7 separate regions of the Mus musculus genome follow, and regions 2, 3, 4, 5, 6 and 7 are each linked to region 1. Evidence: chromatin contacts called from public ChIA-PET, Hi-C, HiChIP or PLAC-seq, capture Hi-C and promoter capture Hi-C data. All regions are on one chromosome and are shown on one strand. Each heading gives the region's core, a stretch centred on a gene start, on an enhancer-like site or on the middle of the called end of the contact. The rest is flanking DNA. Distances are from core to core; before and after follow the strand shown.

Region 1 (3,270 bases), core at 526-3,025:
AGGAGTTTGATCCCCTGGAATTGGAGATAAAGGTGGTTGTAAGCCACCTCGTGCCAGGTGCCAGGAAGAGAACTCTGGGCCTCTGGACGAGCAATGAATGCTCTTAACCACTGAGCCATCTCTCCAGCTTCAAGACAGTTCTAAGCAAGTCATCACAGTAGTGATGCACTGTAGTGACAGAGACACACTACTTTGGAAGGAAGCATAAAGTACCTGCTCACTTTGCCAGAGGGGAATAGGAAAGGTTTCAGGAAGAGATTTAAAGGGGAATTAAAAAGCCCCTAGATAAATAGGAAGGAACAGCGGACGCAAACATGGGGAATGAAATAGTGCATTGGGTGGGGTCGGGAGTGAGGTGGGGATCGGGGCAGATGGTCAGCAGCGAATTATGGCTCAGTATCTGTGAAAATGAGAGCTCAGAAGCCACGAGCCGGATAATTAGGTGCTTGGGCTAGCTGAGGAGTTTGGGCTGTATAGACAGGCAGGCAGTAGCAACTGGAAGAATTTAAGCAGGGGAGTGGCAGGATTAACTCTACACTAACAAAGGATCTTTGACAGAGGTGTGAAGGCGGAGTGGAGAGAGTGAAAGTGGAGTCTTAGACCTGCTACAAGGAAGCTTTGAAGGAAACAGATGAAGGGCATTACAGGCTCAATAGTGAGGGCAGCTGGGACAGATGATGTCTCTCTTTCTAATCAGGGCTTCTGCCCAAGGCTCAGAGATTCCAATGCCATTGGATCCAGGGTTTGGTGAGCAGAGGCTTTGTGAAGGTTTTGAAAATTAGGCAAAATAACTCAAAAAAAAAAAATCAAAGGCACTACGTGGTTCATTTATTCATTCAGACATTAATTTGATATTTATTCAGCTGAGCTCATGGAATACTATTTCTGTTAGGAAGCCAGGGTTAAAGGCCTAGGGATTTAAGAGCGAGCAAGTAAGCAGGGTAAGGGTGGCAAGCGCTTTCAATGTAAGGCAATGGGCAGAATGGTATACACAAAGCTGCGGGGGGAGGGGGCGCAGGAAGCCTACAAGCGTTTCTACAACCTCTGCCAATGGGGCATGACATTGAACAAAAGTGTAACCCCCATAAGATTAGTATGTCACATTCCCAGAGTTGGGTAGCAAATAACTTCCAGAGTTCACAAGCTGGGTGGAGCACAGTTAGCTTGGCTGGAGAGTTTGCTCAGGGGCGGGAGAAGATCAGGAGCTAAAGCACAGTGGGGCTAGTTGGTGAAGTCTTACAGGTCCTTTAATACAGTTCCTCTTGTAGTGATCCCGGGCCATAAGATTATTTTGTTGCTACTTCATAACTGTAAATTTGCTACTGTTGTGAGTTGTAATGTAATTATCCGGTATGCTAGATATCTGATATGTGATCCCACTGAAAGGGTCGTTGGACCCTCCAAAGGATCGCGACCCACCTGCCCAAGTCCACATAAGCCTAATCACCGGCCTGAGATCTAAGTTCCTAGCCATTTCCCTCTCTTCCTAGAATGCAGAGGCAGAAAGGCTAGGTTTGGGGGCAGCAGAAAACGGCGCCAAACAGAACCAGCTCTGAGGAAAGGCAGGGAAGGCTTGAACCCGGGGGCGCTCCGGTGGCCGGATGGTTGTCCTCGAAGAATACTAACCCAAGTTGGCCTTCTCTTGACAGCGCCACAGATGCCCCGCGCTGGGACCGCTAAGGATGCGAGCCCGGCTCACACCGCCCGGCACCCAGCACGGTTAGTGGTTCGCTCCGAACACCCCTCGCCGCTTGGCTGGTGCCGCGGCCGGTCTCACTTCCGGTTGCTGCCGGGCCCTGTATCCGGTGTCCGCCCGCCCTCCATCCCGCTGCCTCCGCGATGCTGTCCCGGTCACGCTGCGTGTCCCGGGCGTTCAGCCGCTCGCTTTCTGCCTTCCAGAAGGTACTGTCTGGCGGGGCCCGGGCTCCGATGGGTGCCGAACATGGCTGTGGGCGGACGGGCAGGCCGAAGGGCAGGGACGCTGTGTGCTGGCCAGGCCGGCCACCAAGGGCACCGGGACGCGGTGGCTGCCGACGCCCGCGGAGCCGCCCAGCCGCGTGTACGGAGCCCCGGAGCCCCTGTCCTCTCCCAGGCAGCCCGCGCCGGCCGTTTTCCCGCTGTCCCGAACCCTTTGCTCCGGGGCTGGGAGCCGCGCCCGCAGCGACATTGACTTAGAGTTAAGAGAGGAGGCACGGCCCCCAACCGTATTCCGCGGCCTGTCTCTTCGCGGTCTCCAAACTAGCGCCTGGCAGGCTCAGGGGAGGATGACAGAGTTTGGCCGACTCGGTGTTTTGCGTCTACTTTCGGAGTTAAGAGCACGATAAACGTGTCATTACCTGTCAGCAGCACGATAAACGTGCCCTTAAAAAAAATGTTTGTTTGTTTTTTTCCCCCCTCTTTTCATTTTGGGTGACGTCGATAATGTCTTCTTTCTCAACAGGGGAACTGCCCTCTAGGGAGACGTTCCCTGCCTGGTAAGTTCTGCCCTTGCGGTCACCTAAAATGCACTTCTCGTGGGCAGAGCAGCATGGGAGGAAATCTGATGTTTCTTCTCATGGTATTTAAAGACAATGAATTCAGAGAGATGCGAAGCAAAAGACTCCCTTAAGTATAACTGCTGTCATGTACTCACCCGGCGCATCCTTACTGGGTTTTGTTCAGCTTTTTGTGGTGCTGAGGATAGAAGCTAGGGCATGGGAGGCAAGCACTTAACCACTGAGCAACACCAGCGGCCCACGGTTACTGAATTTACACTGTCAGGGCACTGTGCTAGATGCTCGTTAGAAATACAACAATGCAAAAAGTCTTGTCCTCCAGGAGCCTGAGGCGTAAGGGAAAGGCATGGTGTAAATTGCTGATCATCAATCATCTAAGTGTTTGGAAACATGGACAGAACAGGTTTAAATAGGTGACATTAAAGTTGTGGCTTGCAGGATGTGACAGTCAGTGAAGAGAAGAAGAAGAGAGAGAAAGAAAGGGGTAGAATGCATGAAGTCAGTGAAGAAGGAAACAGGTGTGGCATTCTTTTGGAATTGGAAACAAAGTGACTGGTCAGAAGCCATTAGTTAAAGGAAACAGTATCTCGAGGAAGATGATGGTGTAGAGGCTTTCGGAAGTTTAGATATTTTTTCCCTTAAATTTATTTTTCTTTATGTGTACTGTGTACACACTTGGCATTCTGTGCCCACGGAGGCCAGAAGAGGTGTGGGATCCCCTGTAATTGGAGTTGCAGGTTGGTTGGGAAATGCCCGGTGCCTGGGTCTCTGCAAG
Region 2 (3,270 bases), core at 535-3,034, 490 kb before region 1:
GGAAGACATTTCTCAAATAAGACCCCAAACCTACAAACTATACAGGGTAAAACTGGTGGGCTTGATTTAGACTTACGTATTTTATTTAACACAGTACCACAGACTTTGGTGAGATGAGAGAAGGTATTTGCAGAATGAAATTGATAAGGAGTTACAAGCTGGAACATGCAAGGAATCTCCGCATGTCAAGGTGTTTCTTTCTTTCTTGGTCTTTTAAGACACAGTGTCTCTGTGTAGCCTTGACTGTCCTGGAACTTGCTCTGTAGACCAGGCTGGCCTCAGACTCACAGAGATCTGACTGCCATCTGCCTCCCATGTGTTGGACTTAAAGGCGTGCGCCAACACGTGATGTACCCAGCACATCAGGATATTTCATAGGAAAGTGAGGAGAGGATATAAGCAGGCAGTCTATGAAAGGGACAATCCACGAGCCTAATAAATGTACTAAGTTAGCACAGTGTAGTTGACAAGATGGCTCAGCCAGCAAAAGGTCCAAGTGTTTGTCGCCAAGATCTGAATTCCAGCCCCAGATCCCACTGCGGAAAAAACCAACTCCAAAACCTGTTCCCTGATCTCCATTCCTGTGTCATGGCACACATATCACACGTGCATGTGCATGCGCCCCCCCCCAATAAAATAAAAATAAAGTTATTACAATAGGATACCATCTTACAGGGCTGGAGGGATGACTCAGCAGTTAAGAGCACTGACTGTTCTTCTGAAGGTCCTGAGTTCAAATCCCAGCAACCACATGGTGGCTCATAACCATTCGGTAATGATATCTGCCCTTTTCTGAGGTGTCTGAAGACAGCTACAGTGTACTTACATATTATAAATAAATAAACCTTTAAAAAATACCATCTTACATACATCATTTAGATACATATTAGGAAAAATAAACTAAACAATACCAAATATGGGGATGGTTATAAGGGACACTAGAACCTTTATATATTGCTGTCAGGAACTATAAATTGGACGCGACCACCCCAAAACATTATAGAATTAAGTATGGCTCAGCATTCTATCCTGAGGTGGATAACTTAAAGAGAAACCATCAGTATCTATCTATCAAGAGACAATTGCCAGGATATTCATTACGGTGTACTTTGTGGTGCTTGAAATACTGGAAGTAATCCAGGCATCCTTTACTAGGGAAATAGAATCTATCCAGGGTGACGCTGAGCACCATTCAGGAGTGAAAAGTCATATAGCATGGATGACCTAAAAAACCCAATGCTCAGTTTAAAAACTTCTCTCTTTTAAAAAATCACAACATGATTCATGAATCCAAAGTCAACATATATTTTAAGGTAACAGGATAATTTAAGTAAGAGGGTCTGAAAAAAATTAATGCAAAGGAGGGTGTGCCAAGAGCAGATCGGAATTGAGAACGAAAACTAAGGGAGGAAGATGCCAAAAGAGGGGGGTCCGCAGTACCTAGAGTGAGGCAGCGTCAACTCCATTCTGTGCAGCCAGGGTTCCAAATAGCCCAAACTGAAGGAAAGTTGCAAGGAAGGACCCGCAGGGGAGCAGCCCCTTCCCCACTGCCCAGGCAGTGCGTCCCTGACAACCCGGCCGTCCTCACTAGCCCTGCTCACCTGGCACCAGCTCGGGCCGTGGGTCCCGGGACCGCCATGACCCGGGATGCAAGCGACGAGGCGACCGAGCAAGCCCGGTGTCCTCCCCGGGCAGAGTCCTCAGAGCTCGGGGCCCCGCCCTAGGAGGAAAGGGGTGGGACTCTGGCGACCACAGAGACGCGCTAGATAGAGAAGACGGCTCCGGCGCTGTGGCCGTTCCCGGAAGCGCAGCCTTTCCTGAAGAACAAGAGAGTAGCAAGAGGTTATAGAGCTGGCCGGGTGGCCAGAGCGTCCCCTGTGGGGCTGGGAGGTTTCTTTTGCCAACTGGTAGTTCCGAGTGTAACTTTCTCCCAGAGAAGACAGCGTGATCTGTTTTTTAAAAAATTAATTAATTTAAAAAATACATATTTATTTAGTGAGCTATGTGTGTGTTCACGCGAACTGTGAACCAGGGCGTAAGTGTCAGAGAACAACTTTGAGGAGTCAATTTTCTCCTTCCATCATGAGGGCTCCCGAGGAGCCAACTCAGGTTGTCAGGATTGGCGAGAAAAGCCTTCATCGGGTGAGCTGGCTCCCTGGTCCCAGCACGATTTACAAGATTTTCTTGAAAATGTATTTTATGTATAGGAATGTTTTGCCTGCATGTATGAGTACCACGTGAGTGCCTGGTGCCTGCAGAGTCCAGAAGAGGGCATTGGAGTCCCTGGAACTCTAGTTACAGACCCAGGGCTTCTGAAAGAGCAGCCAGTGCTTGTAACCACAGAGCCATCTCTCCAGGACGTCCCATCTCTCCCCAGCGTGATTTTGTTTGTTTGTTTTTTGTTTGTTTTTCGAAACGGGGTTTCTCTGTGTAGCCTTGGCTGTCCTGGAACTCACTTTGTAGACCAGGCTGGCCTCGAACTCAGAAATCCGCCTGCCTCTGTCTCCCAAGTGCTGGGATTAAAGGCATGCGCCATCATGCCTGGCCAGCGTGACTTTTTTTTTTTTTAAAGATGTATTTATTATATGTAAGTACACTGTAGCTGTCTTCAGACACACCAGAAGAGGGCGTCAGATCTAGTTACGGATGGTTGTGAGCCACCATGTGGTTGCTGGGATTTGAACTCTGGACCTTTGGAAAAGCAGTCGGGTACTCTTACCCACTGAGCCATCTCACCAGCCCCAGCATGATCATTTAAGTCGGGTAGATGTGACTTAGTGGTAAACGACTTGCGTGTCATACATAAGGCCCCAGCACTACAGAAATAAACATATAAATCAGTTTTCCAGACATATATGGCAGCTCAACCCTGTAATTCTGGACCTGAGGCAGTAGAGCAGGAGGATCAAGAGTTCCAGATATGCCTCAGATACATAGAAAGCGCTGAGTTCATGATTAGCCTGGACAACAGGAGACCTGCCTCAAGGGGAAAAAAAAAAAAAAAGGGTAGAGGATCCTCACTTTACATTTGCAGTTTTCAACACTACTGATTTATAGTGGGTTTCTGGTTTGGTTTGGTTTAGATTGCAGCTGTTTTGGTTCTTTTGGTTTATTCTGTTTTTGTTTTTGTTTTTTCTTCCCGAAACAGTGTTCCACTGTGTAGCCCTGGCTGTCCTGAAACTCGCTCTCTACACCAGGCTAGCCAGGATCTCAGAGATCCACCTGCCTCTGCCTCCAAGTGCTGCGATCCTTAAACGAGAAATGTATGAA
Region 3 (3,270 bases), core at 304-2,803, 490 kb after region 1:
TTTGATCTCTGTGTGTTGTAAAGGTGCTGCTGGCTTTTCTGGGATGGAGAATCATGTCCTACAGGAGTGATTCACATTACCACGGAGTTTGTGGCGTGTGTTCCTTTGGAGTCTTTCTTTTTTTTCCTTTCATCAGTGTTGTGAGGGAAGTGGGCTGATGGTGGCGGGGAAGATGGACAGTGATGTCATTAGGGCTTGGTCTGTTTCTTTCCATTCACCTGTTCCCCCCTGCAGGAAGACTTACGGGTAAAATGGAGACCGATTCCTCCCTGCAGGCAGGCACGCACGTGGAGACCTGCTTGTCCGGCTTGGCGCGTGGACTTCCTTCCCTCCCTGTTGGTCTTTCGATCTCAGCATTTGTACTCTATGAAGACTTGAACTTTTTCTTTCACTTCCTTTCTTCTATGGGTGATGACCTGCTGTCTCTCTGAGAAGGAGGCCGAAGGTCACTGAGTGTCAACATTGCCACTCCTTTCTGATTTAAGAGGAAAGAGGGCGGGGGTCTGCCCCCCCCCCCAAGGGTATGGAGACCTGTGTGTGTCTATGTGTGTGTGCAAATAGTTCTCAGATGCCACACGCATTTCTGCCTGAGACAATCCGCCTTTGAGGGACTGTCATATTTTATCTAGAGTGTTCTTTACTATCTACTTCTGTAGCAGGGTGGGAAGAGAGCACGGAAGCTGGCCCTGGAGTCCTTGAGGAAGAAGGCCTTTGGAGGTTTGGCAGAAGTCAGGTAGGCTCACTGCTGCGTCCTGTCAAAGGGAGGCAAAAGCCTGCTGGAGTTGGGCAAAGAGCCCTGGCTCAAACTGGGCCAGCCACTGACAACAACGGTGGCCTCAGGGTGCAGTTCCACTTCAGGAGCTCGTTCATTCACCGCATGGCTTCAGGACGTCAGGACGCTTTGGTGGACAGTGGGTAGGGATTAAGGCTTCCAAACGCCTTAAACCCCCGCCCATGCTCCTCCGCGGAAAAACAAAACAAGCTTGCGAGATCCTGCAGCGTCCGAAGACACCACTGCGCGGAACCCTCGCTCTGGATTTGGGGGAGAGCGCACCGGACGGAGGAGGATGGTTCGGCGTGGGCTGAGCTGGAAGGGGTTCTCTGCTCATCCGGCCGCCGCCTTCGCGTCGCTGCCTCCCGGGCTGTGTAGCATTTTGGGGGTGGCGGCCGCAAGGCCGAGCAGGGGATGCGCTTACATAACCGCTCGCCGTGTCCTGCTGCCTCGCGCTCTCGGGAGCCGCGGGCGGGGCGCGCCGCCGGACCGCAATGCTGCCGGGACCAGCGCGGCGGGGCCCGGGCCGGCCCCGCAGGCGGAGGAGCGCGAGCATCGGCGGGAGGAGGGCGCCGGCGGCGGGGGAGGTGAAGGTCAGTGGGTGTGAAGCGGGCGATCCACACCCCCTCCTCCCCGTCCCCTCCTTCTCTTCCTCTCCGTCCCCCTCTGACGTGTGGAGCTGGCAGCTCGGCCGGTTCCGCATTCCCGACCCCTCCCCGCCACTCAGGGCCCGCTATATAGCCGGGGCTGATGCAACCCGTCCCGCCGCCCGCCACAGCCTGCGGGAGGGACACTCGGCGGCCGCGACGGGGGGCGCTGGCGGCAGCGGACGCTGCAGCGGCGGCGGCGGGGCTGGCGCCGCGGCGGCTCCCGGGCCGGGACGGGCCTGGGCAGCGGGCGGCAGCAGCGCGGAGTGGGCACCGCGCCTGCAGCAGGGTTCTGGGCCCGGGGCCGCCGCCTCCGCCAGCGGCTTCTGCACGGTGGGTTCACGGAGGGGGGAGGCGGGGCTGCGGGCACCTGGGGTGGCCTCCCCCGGAGTAGCTACCGCTGGGGCTCCCGCCACCCCAGGGCCGGAATACTCTATCGGATGGCTGCAGCCGCTGCCCACCGGTGGTTCCCCGGCTGGGCAGGACAGTCCTGTCTGTGGCCGGGACAGCGGGGCGCTCCCTCCTTGCTTTCCTTCCCCAGTGCTCTTGCTGGGAGGCTGTGCACAGACGGAGGAGAGGGCGGGGTGAGCGGGAGAAAACTGTGCCGGGGACTGCGGGGGACTCAAGGGGGCATGCACGCCCCAGACCTGCTGACAGGTCGCGCCTCAGCCTCTTCCGTAGCTCTCTTTGCAAGACCTGGAGGGGAGGGTATTGAGAAAGGCATCTAACCAACAGGGCTTCCTTCGCTTAAGAGCATTGCTGCGGCGGGCTCTGGCTGGGTTAGGAGGGAACCACGGGGCAGTCCCCAGTTCCCTTGGGATCCCGTCAGGCACATCAGGTTATATAAGAAGGTAAGCAGGCTTCTTTAGGTAACCTGCCCAGTTTAGAAGGCACTCTTCCTCCCCTCTTATCCAAGAAGGCTAGGCTTCCTGGACCCTTGGAGCGGCAGAAACAGGCTTTGCCTGGGTATCTGGAGGAGCTGGCAGGCCTGGGATGCCTTGACTCATTTGCAGAAATGGATGGGCCATTTGGGGATAGAGGTGGAGAGGCGGGTGCAAGAGGGGAATCAATCGACTATTTGAGTCAGCTCCCCCTAGAAGATTGTCCAGCCCTTATGTGTTGGAGTGGCACCTTCCAGGGGACTGTGGCACAGGTCTGTGTATTGTTAAATCTTGGGCCACTCTACCCAGGATCTTAATTCAGGCAGCATGGGAAACAGGCTCTGTACCACAGCTGGGTACCTGCCTGTCCCAAAGGCTGTTAGCAACTGTCTTCCTCGTCCCTCGACCTCACCCCCAAGTCTCCCCCACCCTCCAGGGTTTAAAAATCACCCCCTCTTGCTTTCCCTGCTTTTCAGCAAATCTGGCTGGCTTCAGCTTGGATGGCGGGCTTATCTTCCCGTGCAGGTTTCTAGGGAAGAGTTTAACCGGGGATCAGGTGTGAGCAGGGTTCTTTACAGAAACCTGAGGTCCGGGGATAGAAACAACTATTCTCCTGCCTCTAAGGCGCCAGAGGTTTCACTTTGCCTAAAGTAGTAGGGAGGATGGATTTCTCAAAGACTCCTCTGTTTCCCTTCCACGTTGGCTTCAGTTCAGAGGAGCTCTAGAATCTTCCTGAAGAGCTGGGTGCTGGGTGGTTTGAAAGGTTGCAGGAAGGACTGGGGGGAGATGGCCTCTGAACCTTTTGTCAATAAATTGGTTACAGTAATCTCCAAGGAGACAGGTCTATCATGGTGACGGTGTCACTTAGGAAAAGCTTCGGTACATGTGTCCCTTACTCATCCACTGACGCCTTTTGCACTACCAGGGAACTCCCCTGTCTTCCTGGTCTGTTTATCTTTCCCACCTGTTG
Region 4 (3,270 bases), core at 262-2,761, 410 kb before region 1:
TAGAGGCTGCAGGCAGAAGGAGCCAAGGCTGGACTGCAGAATAGGGGTTAAGGGCGGCAGTAAGCTGATCACTGTTAGCAGGCCCGACTAGGGGACTGGGGCAGTGAGAGGAGCTCACTGCGGGGAGATGTCTCTCCTGGCATCTCAGGACAGTTTCCTGAGGTGGACAGATGCCCAAGGCTCTTATCCTCATCTTAGAGATGAGGAGACTGGGCTTAATAAGCTTGGACAACTAATGCCAGGAATTAGAAGCTGCCAACCAGAGCCTTTTGACCTCCAAGGGTGCGGAATTGAGCTGGGTGGGAGGGTGCCGAGGAGCCAGTCTGAAGACCGTGGTCAACCACAGCAGTGAACTAGTCTACCTCTACGCAGTTTTATTTCCATGGGTCTGTTCTGCCACTCACAGAACTCTGGGCTGAAGAACTGGAAGCACTTTGCAGGCCTGAATGAGCTCATGCTACATACTCTTGCCAGAGAGAGAGAGAGAGAGAGAGAGAGAGAGAGAGAGAGAGAGAGAGAGAGAGAGAGAACCAAATGGAAGCTCTGTCGGGGTCATCAGCACTCAGGCATATAATAGAAAACCAGATCCGGGTCCACTACGTTGTCTTCCCAAACCAAGCAGTGTGATGCAAGCCCAGCCCCTTTTCAAGAGGAAGAGAGTCACGGAAAAAGCTGAGGAACCTGTCACCTTTTCCTTTCCCCCAAAGAAATGTATTAACCAGTCCTGAGGAGATAGACAACCCCTGCCCCCATTTCCCTGTCCCAAGGGCTATTCCAGGGCAAAGAAACCCAAGAGCAAAGAGATCACAGCTTCTCCAGTCACTCTAGTGACCAGGCTTGGATGGGAAGGAATAGCTGAGTGAAATCCACTCAGATTTGACCAATGTCATGGAATCTTAGTGGAGACTGATACTAGGGAGTCTGGGAGACTCACATCAATGTTCCTGTAATCAGTAGGCAAGGTGTCTCAGAGCTGTCTCAGGTCAGGGCCAAGACCTGGAGGTACAGGGTCAAGGTGCCCAGGTACCTATCACAGTCTGGATGCCTCAAGTCTCTCCTAGAGTCACCCAACAAGGAGGTGAAGAGTGGGGCTGGACCTGGCCAGAGCTCTGAAGGAGTGCGAGGACCTGTAGGGGTTGGAGCTTCAGCACTGCTAGGCTCCCCCAGCATTCCCCAGCTCTCTCGGTGCCTAGCTCTGCGCTCCCGCTGCGCCCCCAGACGGCTCCTTACCTGTCGCTCTGCGGACCGTCCCGCCTCCTCGCGGGGCTCGGGGACCGGGCATGGGCCGGCGAGCAACGGCGTCCCCGCCTCGCGGCCGCGGTGAAGCTTCCAGGAGAGCTCCCTGCTCCCGGCCCGCGTCCCTGCCGCTGTCGCCGCCGCTGCTTCAGAACCGTGGACAGCTCCCGCTCGCCCGCCGCCGCCCCGCGCGCCCTACACGGTCCCGGGAGCCCCGCATCCCGGCTCCGCCGCGCTCAGCTCTCAGCCCGGCCCGAGGCGGCTCCGCGCCGACTTGGGGGAGCGGCGAGGAGGGTCCCCGCCTCCCGCCGCCACCGCCTGCCTCTCGCCTCCGTGCTCCCTTCCACGCTCCAGAACCAGCCCACCAGGCACTCCGGACCCAGCTCCCGGGAGGGGAGGGGCGGGGCGGGGCGGGGCGGGAAGTCGGGGAGCCCGGAGGAGGCGGCGGCGGCGCGAGGGGCGCGCAGCTGGAACCGGCTTTTCTGCTTCCTGGAGCCAAACCCTCTTCTCCAGCTTTTCTCCCCTGCCTCCTCTCGCGCACCCCAGAAGCGATGCGCGCGCGACCCTTGAGCTTCTTAGAGTATTTTTGAGCTCTGAGGCTCCCAAGCTCTGAGTTCAAATTATTGATCAGCCCTACAAAGAGAAACAAACAAACAAAAATATTTATTGAATGCCTACTAAATAAACCACGCCAGGTTATTTATTTATTTAGCCAGAGTGATCTCATTTAATTATCTTAACAATCTACTAGGTACCCTCTGTCTCCCAAACATGGATGAGTTGTGCTGAGGTCAACACAGCTTAAATATCGGGATTTGGAGACTTCAGTTCTGTTGGGAAGTATATAGGTTCTATAGCCCATGAGTTTTGGTGATAGTTTGTTCCAAACACTGTGTGACCCAGAGGAAGTTACAAAACCTGTCAAATTCTCCAGACGGAATCCATCAATGAGGGGGTCATATAAGGACATATATGTGACACATTGGCATCCAATAGGCTCAGTGGGTGAGCCATCTCTGTCATTCTCCCATGAGGAGGCCTGAAATCTAATCTGACTGTAGGGTTCTGGCGGCTCTGTGTTCCCAACTATGCGGCTCTTTTTTTTCTTCTTCTTGAGCTCCCATAGATTTTTATTTTTTTAGATTTATTCATTATGGGTGGTTATGAGCCACCATGTTATTGCTGGGATTTGAACTCAGGATCTTCAGAAGAACAGTCAGTGCTCTTACCTGCTGAGCCATCTTGCTAGCCCTTTAATTTAATTTAATTTAATTTAACTTAATTTAATTTAAATTTTTGTCATTTGTTTTGTTTTGTTTTGTTTTTTGTCTTTTTAAGCATGGTGAGAGATTAGCCCTACCGCGAGTGTTGTGAATGGATGGATACCAGCATTGTTCATGCCTTCCCCTCTACCCATGACAAGGTCTTGAGATTCATCATGGTACCCAGAGGACAGGAAAAAAGGCATATTCTCATTAAAGGAAGGTAAATAGCGATGGGCAAAGGGAACTCCAGAGCACGCTGAAGCTGAGGCAGCTGTAGAATCCTGGGAACAAAACTCTGCAGTGACCCCTCCCTTCTCCCATGTCGGGATGCCAACCTACACTGAATGGGAGGGAGCTCTTGTGGGCGCAGAACATCTAAAGCAGTTCCCTTTAGCTCCCAGCCTGCAGAGGAAGGGCCACGGTCTGGTCTCTTTGGGTTTCTCCTTCAAACCCGGCAGAGAGCTTCCTTGGCCTAGGGTTGGTCACGGGTCTTTTCCTGGCTCTGTCCACTAGAGTTATACTAGGAAGGCTCCTGCCCCACATGCATGTAAGTAAACCCCTTCCTAAAAGCATCATCTCTTGTGTTACTTAGCTCACTTTTAGTCTCCCTGCCATAGGCACATAAGGCCCTTGCTTGTCTTTGGCCTCCCCCTGCTTGCCCCTTCCCCACCCTGGTTTTTGTCAATGCCTGGGCTGCTTACTAAATTACTAATTAAAAGGATAATCATAATAATATTAATAAAATAATAATAATAAGCCAGTGAAGCAA
Region 5 (3,270 bases), core at 321-2,820, 400 kb after region 1:
TGCTTCTAGAAACACACTTGACAACAGCCTCTGTGGTACTCTGAGATCCGAAGGAAGAATGGCAGGGAACTGAGCTTAAGTAGAGGCACAGGCTAGCTCCTCGATCTTCCCTGAATCAGCCCCTGTTTGAGCCATGCTGGTAACTCAGTCAGGAACAGGTTAGGTTATGCTGTAGTCACAAATGGACCAGATCATTTGCTCACGCTGTGTGCCCGTGGTCCAGCCTGAAGCTCCCTCTGTTTAGATGGTTTCACTTTTGCAGAGGTGGGGAAAGGGGATTGCTGGGTCTTGAACTATGCTTTCTATCTGGAGAGGACACGGGTGTCAGAGCTGTTGAAATATCATCACCAAGTAAGCTCTGTGACCTGGCCTTTCATCAGGGTACAGAAATGCCAGGTGTCACTCTGATCTGTCATTCTCTACTTTATTCTCTTGAGACAGAGCATCTTCCTGAACCCAGAGCTGGCCATTTTTAGCTAGTCTGAGAGCCAGCCAAGCCTCAGCAATCCCGCTTGTATCTCCATGCTTGTTTTTGTTTTTTTAAATGTGAGTCTTGGGAATTGAACTCAGGCCCTCATGTCTTCAGGATAAATTGACTGAGCCATCTCCTGTCTGAAAATTTTGTCCCAGATTTTCAAGTAGACTGGCATGTTATTACTTGCAGGGCCTAATTCTTGATCACCTTCCACTATCTTGGGATAACTTTTCCCGATTCACCCAGGCTTGATAGAAGTCCCAATCTCCAGGCCCCCAGAGGATCCTGTACTTATCTGTATTGTGGGGCAGGCTGTGTTGCAAATTAGAAAAGTTGGTTTTCTTGTCTGTCCCCTGTGGCCCATGGCTCTGGATATGGGGATGTGTAGAGACAGGCCTTGCATCTCCAGCCCCTAGGAAGCAGATGTGCAGGCGCCCAGGATAGAACAGCTTGGTGACTAAGAGCCAGGCTCTGGGCCTTTCCCATAGGAACAAAGGGCCTTAGAAAATGGGGAAGAGGAAGGTGAGCCCTCTGTGACCTCAGGATGAGCCAACTGCAGATGGGCAAAGAAAGCCCCTGCAGAAGCAATGGACTTTTTCTGAGGTTTGCCCCATTATGGAAAGTCTGGTCTCAAACCTGGGTTAGTCACGACTGAAGCCAGCTGTGTCACCGCAGGGTGGACTCCCAGGGTCCTGTGAGAGGACATTCTGCAGCTGGAAGAAATGCCTGGTTGGGCTGTTGACCCTAAAGGCTGGAGTCAGTGTTAGGGACAGACAGGTGCTGAAGGCCTCCCAAGAGACAGTCTCACTAGAGCACCCAGTCAGGCCACAGCTTCCTTGATGGGTCCTCACACCTTGGGAAATGCAGCAGAGAGGCCCAACAGTCTGTGTAGAACAGGTCCTGCCTTGTGTCTCTGCTGCAGCAGGGCCTCCCTGCCTCAACCTTCTCCTACCAAAGGCTCTAGGGAATGAACCTTTTCAGCCTCAGGAAAGCCCCAGTCTGCGCTCTCAGCTCCGGGCCTGTGTGTTCATTAGCACCAGCACAGTCCTAGGCCTCCTTATTGGCCTTCTTCACTAGAAAACGAATTCTTCACATGGCTGGTCTCTTTCTGATGTGGCTTTTACTTTGGCTTGAGGGAGGCGGGCTTCATTGCACAGGCCCTGCCTCTCCGGTCTCTCATTCATTTCCTTTCTCCAGCTCCTCACCTGGATTCCGGGGGAGCACCCAGGCCTCTCCCCTGACCATGCACTTCAAGGTTTCTTCCCTGGAAAGCCTCCAGCGGAACCACCAAGTGTTCTGTGCTATCCACAGCCAGAGGGTTCTGTAGACAACAGGTTATAAGGAAAACCCAGGGTGTTGAACACTCAGGAACCCAGGAGCGGGGATGCAGCCCGGTACAGGGTCAGACTATAAACCCTTTGAGGCAGATCAGAGGACGGTCTGTGGCAGAGGCCTGGGTGAGAAAGTCCTTGGGGAGGGCACAGTGGGCACTCAGCACCCTCCTTGTTTGCCCCGTCCAGCTTTGCCCGCTTCCTGCTGCTCTGCTGGCTGCTTTCTTGTTGCTGTCATTGGGGGTGGTGGCGGTGTAGGTAGGGTGTATGTGGTGCCTGAGCAGAGGCCAGAGCAGAGCAGAGCAGAGCAGAAGATCTTCCTCTGTGGCTCTCCATCCTATTTGTTTGTTTGTTTGTTTGTTTGTTTGTTTGTTTACTTATTTGGACACTCACTGCTGCTTCATAGTGTGAGGTCCTCCACCAAGAAGGGTGCCCATGTCATGGCCAAGCGGTGACCAGGATGCAGGCCGGCTTTAAGTCCTCTCTGGGCTTGGCTTTGAGTGGCAGCCAGTTGTCCTTTGCAGGTGACCAGCAGAGCTGTTAGTTGCTTGCAAAGTCTTTGCTTCTGAACCGTAATGTCCTGATTCTAGAGTCAGGGGTCACAGCAGCTGTCGGTGAAGTCAGCTGCATTTACTTGGCTCTGCCAGGAAATAGCTATTTTCTCTCTCCCTTGGGGCTATTAAGCCAATGTACCTTCTAAAGAGTTTTGAACACTTATCGTTTCCTCCAGAAAGAGCTGTCCTCCCATTCAGAAATGAATTGTACCTCCAGTGAAATACATATATATTTTATTTATTTATCTTAGTTGTGTGTGTGTGTGTAAATGCATGTGTGCACACATGTGCACATAGATACACTGTATGCTGATGCCCAAGGAAACCAGGGATATCAGGTCTCCTTGTTGGTGCTGGAAACTGAACTCAGGTCCTCTGCAAGAGCAGTGCATGGTTGTTAAATCCTGAGCCATCTCTCCAGCCCTCAGAGACTTTGGGATGTGTATGCCAGGGTCTTACTCTGTAGTCCAGATTAGTCCTGAACTCTTAAAAAATTATTTTGTCATCATCGTCGTCGTCGTCGTCATCATCATCATCTTCCTGCCTCCAAGACCATGCTAAGTGCTGTGCATAAAATAATTGACATCCACAGTCAAGCGCAGAGAGAACGCTAATGCTTACATACCTACCACTCAGATCACATACAAGTCAGGACCAAAACCCGAGGACAGTCCTGCCCGCCTTTAAGCTGGGTCTTTTTCCACACCAATTAAGATAATCAAGATAGTACCGGGCCCCTTGACATGCCACAAGCCAATCTGATCTAGAAAATTCCTCCTTAAGATTCTCTTCCCAGTGTGTCACACTGGTGATTAAAGGCAACTGTCACCTTATGTAAAAGGGGAAAGAGAACAGAAACTGGAGAAGAGATGTGGTCCCACAGCACTTAGCAGGGTAAGAGTGCCTATGT
Region 6 (3,270 bases), core at 461-2,960, 360 kb after region 1:
GGGAGCGGACGCAGCCTGGCCAGGGAGGCAGAGGTTCCTAGGGAGCAGGGAGGGCGGGTGGCCTGGATGGGCGGACCGTGCGCCCGGCCGCTCCGTCGCCTGGAGACGGCCCTGGCGGCGCTGTGTTGCTGTAAACAGCCGCTTCGCTGTTACTATCTATAGAAAGATCGCCTAGCTCCCGGGTGCGGCGGCCCGAGGCAGGTTTGTGGTTCTGCACCCCTTGCGCCCCTAAAGATCCATCCGCTGTCCTAATCCTCTCTAGTCCGTCTTGGAATGCCCACCGTTTGGCTTGACCCTTGGGACCCTCAGAATGGAGACGAGGGGGACACATGAGTTCTGCGAGGATCTGCGGTTTCCTATCCCAGAGGTGACCGGCCCAGTCAGTCTAACCCGGCTTGTCCTCTGCGGAAGGACAGGAGGCCGAGGGCAAGTAGGGGTGTGTTTGTTCTACACTGAAGCACCTGACCTCTTCAAAGTTCCATCTTCCAAGACTCAAAGCTGTTCTCAGGTCCCAGACGCCAAAATCTCGGCACAGCTGGGAACCTTTCTTCCCGTCCCCTCTGCGCCCCCACCCCCCTTCCCAAGTCCGATCTGGAAAATCACCCGCTGCAGGCGGGTTCCTTGTAAGCGCAGTTTCCAGGCTGCACGTATTCAGACCCCCATCTCCCCAGCACCGACTTGCTTTCTCCTCCCCCCCCCCCCCCGAGCTCACCTCACTTTGTAATTCTGAGCTCCCCCCCTGCCCCGACTCGCCCTCTGGTCTCAGCTCAAAACTAAACATACGACCCCTTCAGGCATACTTGTAGGGTGGTTTTGCACAATGTTTATCCGTCAGTGTCAACGGGGACTGTCGCCTTGATAGCTCTAAGTGGCTAAGGGTCGGGGAGTAGGTGCTGCCGTCCTTTAAAACACGAATTTATGAATGAACCCAGTACTGTAGTTAAATCAGGTTATTGTACACTTATTTACAATCCTTCACTTGCTGCTTCCAACCTCAGTCCTAAAGTTTCTCCAGGCAAGGAGCTGGAGAGAGGGGCTGAGAAGCTGACCCCCCCTTTTTCTTCTCTGCACTGATTTGGGATGGGGGGCTGATGTGGGCAAGCTTTCCTTTAGGAACAGAGGCTTCGAGCCTTTAAGGCTGCGTACTTGCTTCTCCTAATACCAGAGACTCAAAAAAAAAAAAAAAGTTCCAGATTGCTGGACAATGACCCGGGTCTCATCCCTTGACCCTGGGAACCGGGTCCACATTGAATCAGGTGCGAATGTTCGCTCGCCTTCTCTGCCTTTCCCGCCTCCCCTCCCCCGGCCGCGGCCCCGGTTCCCCCCCTGCGCTGCACCCTCAGAGTTGGCTGCAGCCGGCGAGCTGTTCCCGTCAATCCCTCCCTCCTTTACACAGGATGTCCATATTAGGACATCTGCGTCAGCAGGTTTCCACGGCCGGTCCCTGTTGTTCTGGGGGGGGGACCATCTCCGAAATCCTACACGCGGAAGGTCTAGGAGACCCCCTAAGATCCCAAATGTGAACACTCATAGGTGAAAGATGTATGCCAAGACGGGGGTTGAAAGCCTGGGGCGTAGAGTTGACGACAGAGCGCCCGCAGAGGGCCTTGGGGCGCGCTTCCCCCCCCTTCCAGTTCCGCCCAGTGACGTAGGAAGTCCATCCATTCACAGCGCTTCTATAAAGGCGCCAGCTGAGGCGCCTACTACTCCAACCGCGACTGCAGCGAGCAACTGAGAAGACTGGATAGAGCCGGCGGTTCCGCGAACGAGCAGTGACCGCGCTCCCACCCAGCTCTGCTCTGCAGCTCCCACCAGTGTCTACCCCTGGACCCCTTGCCGGGCTTTCCCCAAACTTCGACCATGATGTTCTCGGGTTTCAACGCCGACTACGAGGCGTCATCCTCCCGCTGCAGTAGCGCCTCCCCGGCCGGGGACAGCCTTTCCTACTACCATTCCCCAGCCGACTCCTTCTCCAGCATGGGCTCTCCTGTCAACACACAGGTGAGTTTGGCTTTGTGTAGCCGCCAGGTCCGCGCTGAGGGTCGCCGTGGAGGAGACACTGGGGTGTGACTCGCAGGGGCGGGGGGGTCTTCCTTTTTCGCTCTGGAGGGAGACTGGCGCGGTCAGAGCAGCCTTAGCCTGGGAACCCAGGACTTGTCTGAGCGCGTGCACACTTGTCATAGTAAGACTTAGTGACCCCTTCCCGCGCGGCAGGTTTATTCTGAGTGGCCTGCCTGCATTCTTCTCTCGGCCGACTTGTTTCTGAGATCAGCCGGGGCCAACAAGTCTCGAGCAAAGAGTCGCTAACTAGAGTTTGGGAGGCGGCAAACCGCGGCAATCCCCCCTCCCGGGGCAGCCTGGAGCAGGGAGGAGGGAGGAGGGAGGAGGGTGCTGCGGGCGGGTGTGTAAGGCAGTTTCATTGATAAAAAGCGAGTTCATTCTGGAGACTCCGGAGCAGCGCCTGCGTCAGCGCAGACGTCAGGGATATTTATAACAAACCCCCTTTCGAGCGAGTGATGCCGAAGGGATAACGGGAACGCAGCAGTAGGATGGAGGAGAAAGGCTGCGCTGCGGAATTCAAGGGAGGATATTGGGAGAGCTTTTATCTCCGATGAGGTGCATACAGGAAGACATAAGCAGTCTCTGACCGGAATGCTTCTCTCTCCCTGCTTCATGCGACACTAGGGCCACTTGCTCCACCTGTGTCTGGAACCTCCTCGCTCACCTCCGCTTTCCTCTTTTTGTTTTGTTTCAGGACTTTTGCGCAGATCTGTCCGTCTCTAGTGCCAACTTTATCCCCACGGTGACAGCCATCTCCACCAGCCCAGACCTGCAGTGGCTGGTGCAGCCCACTCTGGTCTCCTCCGTGGCCCCATCGCAGACCAGAGCGCCCCATCCTTACGGACTCCCCACCCAGTCTGCTGGGGCTTACGCCAGAGCGGGAATGGTGAAGACCGTGTCAGGAGGCAGAGCGCAGAGCATCGGCAGAAGGGGCAAAGTAGAGCAGGTGAGCAGCGATTCTGGACCTTTGTGGGCTGGGGGGGGGGGGGGGGGCGGAGACTGACGCACAGACCACACAACAGAGAAGGGACGCTACTGACTGCACTTCCTGACCAGGAGCTGTGGCTGCTAGCCCTTTCCCTCCCTTGTCAGATTTTGACAGTTGGACCCAAGACAAACTCTAGACAGTTTCCCTGACAGCTTCCTACTTCATTCTCTAGCCGGGGAGCTTCTTTGTTCCCCTGCTAAAGATCTCACTTTAAATGCAAA
Region 7 (3,270 bases), core at 225-2,724, 360 kb before region 1:
AGGCGGTGTGTGTGTGTGTGTGTGTGTGTGTGTGTGTGTGTCCCAAGCTTCATGCTCCAGGACAGGAAGGCTCAGAGCAGGGGTGAGGGTGGGGGGACGTGGGGGTGCAGAGACCTTACTCCTGCCAATCTCAGGATCAGATTTCTGGGGTTTGGACACACCTTTACCCCACTTTTGCTTTGCCACAGTTCCTACCCTCGATTCATGGCTCCCCAGTCCCAAATAAGTCCGTGTATCATGTGTATGCCATGCCCGAAGAGGGTGTCTGACCCCCTGGAAGTGCAGTTACAGGGAGCTATGAGCCACCATGTGGGTGCTGAAAACTGAACCCCAGTCCTCTGGAAGAGCAGCCAATGTACTTAACCACTGAGCCATCTCTTCAGCCCCACATCTCGCTTTGTTAGTGGGTTCTGGGGAGACCTTTTATCCTTTAAGCCTCATCTCCAGCCCTGTTTTTTAACACACACACACACATACACACACACACACACACACACACACACACACAACTTCCTTCAAAATCAGGCATCCAGGATCTGAAATGATTCCACCCCTTGATTTTTATTAGTATGAAGATCAGACCATAGCATTGGGGATCTTGAGATTTACCTGCCTCAGATTCCTGTAAGGGAAGAGTGGGTCTAAGACTCAAGGTTTGCACAGAGACAGGCAGTAGAAAACACGGGGCCCTTTGTATGCTTAGGATTCAAGGCTTCTGTGTTAATGACTGTGAACTTTCTTGTAGGGATGACCTTTCAAACTAATCCTCCCATGGGAGACTACCTATCTCACAACTGCAGGCTCCACTGAGCCTCCCAGTGGCCCGTAAGCAAACAGTCCTAAGCTGTTGGGTCACCTCCTGTTCTGATGAGGACACAAGGGCACTAACAGAGCTTCCTCCTCCCACCCCCCATTTTTTCGGGTTTGAGAGCTGTTAGTTGCAGAGCTAAAAAGGCAAGAAGAATCTGTTGGGAAAAGGGAGTCAGCAAACACAGAAGTGAGTTTCTCCTGGCCCCTCAGCAAGCTCCCACACAGACGATAGCTATGTTTTTCTGAGACACATTACACATGAGATTGAGCCTCCGGATTTTCCTATTTCTAGACAAAAAGAGCAGCCTAGCACAATGGCTCACACCGACAGCGTGTATACCGCACGCCCTGACTCGTGTTTTACATGCCTCATTTCACTTCACATGGCGCTACCATTGTCCCTGGTCAATGGATTAGGAAAATCCAAATTGAAGCACGGAGAGATGGAATCACTTACAGCTCACATTCACAGCTGAATAACTGGAGGAGCCAAAATTTAACCACGGGCAGCTGGAAGCAACGACCTCAGCAGGTAACTACTTTTGGAGTTCACATGATTCTGACTCATATGGGAAGATAGGGTGGGCTCAGGGTGAAAGGATACACAAAAGACCTCTGTACAGTGGGTGAACAGGTCACCGGTAAGAACTTCATTATTGACCCATTGCTGCCCCCTGGTGGTTTGCCTGGGAAACTCACAGGTAAAAAAAAACCCGCAAGCCTCCAGTCCTATGCTATTCGGATTTTATGAATGGGGGCCTACACTGGCAATCTCAGCACTTGAGGTAGAAGCAGGAGGCTCAGAAAGTCAAGGTTCTCCGATACATGGCTAGTTCAAAGCCAGCCTGAGATACGTCAGACCTCATCTCAAAAACAGCGTGTGCATTCCCTACCAAAAACTATGATCCATGACCATACCTGTCAGTCATCTTGAGATATAGTAAAGGGAACTGTTATCTGCTATGATGTTCTCTCTCCCCATCTGAGACTAGGTCTCCTTTAGCTCAGGCTGGCCTTGAGCTCATTTTGTAGACGGGGTTGGTCTCCAACTTGCAGCAGTCTTCATGCCTCTGTTGCCTTCTAGAACTGAAATTGAGTCAGGGAAGGGTGGGACGGCAGAGTGGTTAAGTCCAGGCTGGTGTGGAACTCACGACCCTTCTGCCCCTTGTCGGCTTGGGCCTACTTCTTTATTTAAATGGATCTCACTATGCTGCCACTCGGACTGGCCTGGAACTCACATCCCTCCTGCCTCCATAGAGCCACAGCCTCTTCCTCCCTCTCCTTTCTAGGCTTCCCCATGAGGGCGCGTAGTGTCCCCGTCACCACGCCTCCTCAAGTGGTGCTAGGTGGTGGTTGCTGCTTCAGGCACACTGACAGCAATGCAGAACAAGGCCACTTTCTATGGATAAAGTCTAGCTGGTATAAATAAAAACGAGGAAAGAGGCGGTGCCCGTGAGTCCTGTGAGTCACATCTTCTCTAGAGCTTCGGAACTGGGTGGCTGCCTGCTATGGACCTAGGAGGCTGCCATCTGGAAGAAGTAGGCAACCACAGACTGAACACACACGCAGGAGTGGCAAGTTAGAATTTATGGGGAGGCTCAATCTTACATGCAGAGAGAGGATACAGACAAATACCGTTAAAAAACAAAACCAAGCACCTGCAACCAAGTATTGGCTTTAATGAAAACTACCAAAGAACGAGAGCTAACCACAAAGACACAGCCACTCAGAGACAAATTTCTGCGGCAGACTGCCCCTCAGCCAGTCTGGATACCGAGGAGAGCTAGTCGCTACTGCTGAAGCGATGGGGCAGAGGCTACCAAGGAGACTCATCTGACTGATAAGCCAGGGGCTGGGGACTCAGGAGGCACTTAGAAACAGGGGAGGTAACACCCCCAGGCAGCCAGAAGACTCTGGGAAGCCATCCTTCACAGTGGATCCATAGCCCTGGGTCAAGTTATCTGACATCCCTAAGCAACCCCGTCCCATCCTGTCTGGTGGAACCTGCCTGTAATCCAACAGCAAACAGCCATGGACACCAATCTAATCTTTCCAGTTTCCCCTTTCCCTCCCGAAGCCTCCCCAGAGGCTATCTCGGGGGACAATGGCTCTGAGCGCGCTCTCAAGAGTAGTAGGCTTGCAGTTACTGCTTTGGAGGTTAAAAGGCATAAAACAGCATTCTTGAAATTCTGTTCATCATATGGCACTGATTCCATTTCGGGTCTGATTTCTGTTTCTTCCCCCCCACTCCGTCCATGGCCTCTCAGCCCACACAGACACAGGCGCCAAGGAGCCTAGCTTGTGATCTGAACTGGGATCTCCCAGCAGAAGAGATTATTCTTTTTGTCATCTTCAAGTTTCCATTCCACCACCAGTTTTATCTGGAAAAGAGAAAAAGAATTGGAAAAAATGAAACTGGAACCTTGATTTTTATCCATAATTGGCTTAAGCGTGCACTTT

Evidence for each region. Promoter capture Hi-C pulls out the DNA fragments that hold promoters and counts their contacts. A called contact is a pair of places that touch in the nucleus more often than the background predicts. ChIA-PET counts read pairs in DNA pulled down with a chosen protein or histone mark. HiChIP or PLAC-seq counts read pairs in DNA pulled down with a chosen protein or histone mark. Capture Hi-C pulls out chosen DNA fragments and counts their contacts.
Region 2: a Hi-C map of granulocyte-monocyte progenitors shows a contact between it and region 1, with 6 times the contacts expected there. The contact joins the promoter of Abcd4 here to the promoter of Dlst in region 1. A contact is called at or near these places in 2 of 39 promoter capture datasets (hippocampal neurons and pre-B cells), 3 of 484 Hi-C or Micro-C datasets (granulocyte-monocyte progenitors, memory CD8 T cells and rod photoreceptor), 1 of 115 datasets of contacts at active chromatin or transcription factors (bone marrow-derived macrophages) and 2 of 9 other capture datasets (embryonic stem cells and pancreatic islet).
Region 3: an H3K27ac HiChIP or PLAC-seq map of microglia shows a contact between it and region 1, with 5 times the contacts expected there. The contact joins the promoter of Jdp2 here to the promoter of Dlst in region 1. A contact is called at or near these places in 1 of 39 promoter capture datasets (neutrophils), 2 of 115 datasets of contacts at active chromatin or transcription factors (memory CD8 T cells and microglia) and 1 of 9 other capture datasets (adipose tissue).
Region 4: a capture Hi-C map of embryonic stem cells shows a contact between it and region 1, with 2.6 times the contacts expected there. The contact joins the promoter of Syndig1l here to the promoter of Dlst in region 1. A contact is called at or near these places in 2 of 39 promoter capture datasets (embryonic stem cells and stem cell-derived epiblast-like cells) and 1 of 9 other capture datasets (embryonic stem cells).
Region 5: a contact with region 1 is called in a promoter capture Hi-C map of embryonic stem cells, with 2.2 times the contacts expected there. The contact joins the enhancer-like site here to the promoter of Dlst in region 1. A contact is called at or near these places in 6 of 39 promoter capture datasets (the C10 cell line, embryonic stem cells, hippocampal neurons and 3 more), 1 of 115 datasets of contacts at active chromatin or transcription factors (large pre-B cells) and 2 of 9 other capture datasets (adipose tissue and macrophages).
Region 6: a contact with region 1 is called in an RNA polymerase II ChIA-PET map of memory CD8 T cells, with 37 read pairs. The contact joins the promoter of Fos here to the promoter of Dlst in region 1. A contact is called at or near these places in 5 of 39 promoter capture datasets (the C10 cell line, cranial neural crest, embryonic stem cells and 1 more), 1 of 15 datasets of contacts at CTCF or cohesin (large pre-B cells), 3 of 484 Hi-C or Micro-C datasets (B cells, erythroblasts and pre-B cells), 9 of 115 datasets of contacts at active chromatin or transcription factors (cardiomyocytes, embryonic midbrain, embryonic stem cells and 5 more) and 4 of 9 other capture datasets (adipose tissue, embryonic stem cells, macrophages and 1 more).
Region 7: an H3K4me3 HiChIP or PLAC-seq map of pro-B cells shows a contact between it and region 1, with 5 times the contacts expected there. The contact joins the enhancer-like site here to the promoter of Dlst in region 1. A contact is called at or near these places in 11 of 39 promoter capture datasets (3T3-L1-derived adipocytes, the C10 cell line, HPC-7-derived erythroid cells and 8 more), 1 of 15 datasets of contacts at CTCF or cohesin (the NIH/3T3 cell line), 1 of 484 Hi-C or Micro-C datasets (CD8 T cells), 3 of 115 datasets of contacts at active chromatin or transcription factors (embryonic stem cells, memory CD8 T cells and pro-B cells) and 1 of 9 other capture datasets (adipose tissue).

The regions. Positions count from the first base shown.
Region 1 is chr12:85,109,058-85,112,327 of GRCm38.p6, forward strand. Dlst (dihydrolipoamide S-succinyltransferase (E2 component of 2-oxo-glutarate complex)) reads left to right here and starts at 1,776. Exons shown (of 15, transcript NM_030225.4): 1 at 1,776-1,902; 2 at 2,441-2,474. The coding sequence starts at 1,840. It also overlaps a transcript of Prox2 not described here.
Region 2 is chr12:84,615,682-84,618,951 of GRCm38.p6, forward strand. It overlaps Abcd4 (ATP-binding cassette, sub-family D (ALD), member 4), which reads right to left and starts at 1,785. Exons shown (of 19, transcript NM_008992.2): 1 at 1,602-1,785. The coding sequence starts at 1,639.
Region 3 is chr12:85,597,863-85,601,132 of GRCm38.p6, forward strand. It overlaps Jdp2 (Jun dimerization protein 2), which reads left to right and starts at 1,554. Exons shown (of 4, transcript NM_030887.2): 1 at 1,554-1,752.
Region 4 is chr12:84,697,296-84,700,565 of GRCm38.p6, forward strand. Syndig1l (synapse differentiation inducing 1 like) reads right to left here and starts at 1,512. Exons shown (of 4, transcript NM_001033334.2): 1 at 1,231-1,512.
Region 5 is chr12:85,512,806-85,516,075 of GRCm38.p6, forward strand. No RefSeq gene overlaps it. Among named protein-coding and RNA genes, the nearest start is that of Gm32296, 15 kb to the right of the region's middle. Within about 2 kb of position 1,571, at least 14 of the 459 cell types and tissues checked have an H3K27ac peak or open chromatin away from gene starts, as enhancers often do.
Region 6 is chr12:85,472,180-85,475,449 of GRCm38.p6, forward strand. Fos (FBJ osteosarcoma oncogene) reads left to right here and starts at 1,711. Exons shown (of 4, transcript NM_010234.3): 1 at 1,711-2,001; 2 at 2,756-3,007. The coding sequence starts at 1,861.
Region 7 is chr12:84,754,022-84,757,291 of GRCm38.p6, forward strand. It overlaps Npc2 (NPC intracellular cholesterol transporter 2), which reads right to left. Exons shown (of 4, transcript NM_023409.4): 4 at 538-3,191. The coding sequence ends at 3,105. Among named protein-coding and RNA genes, the nearest start is that of Npc2, 17 kb to the right of the region's middle. Within about 2 kb of position 1,475, at least 20 of the 459 cell types and tissues checked have an H3K27ac peak or open chromatin away from gene starts, as enhancers often do. A contact at or near this core is called in pro-B cells, where this site is marked.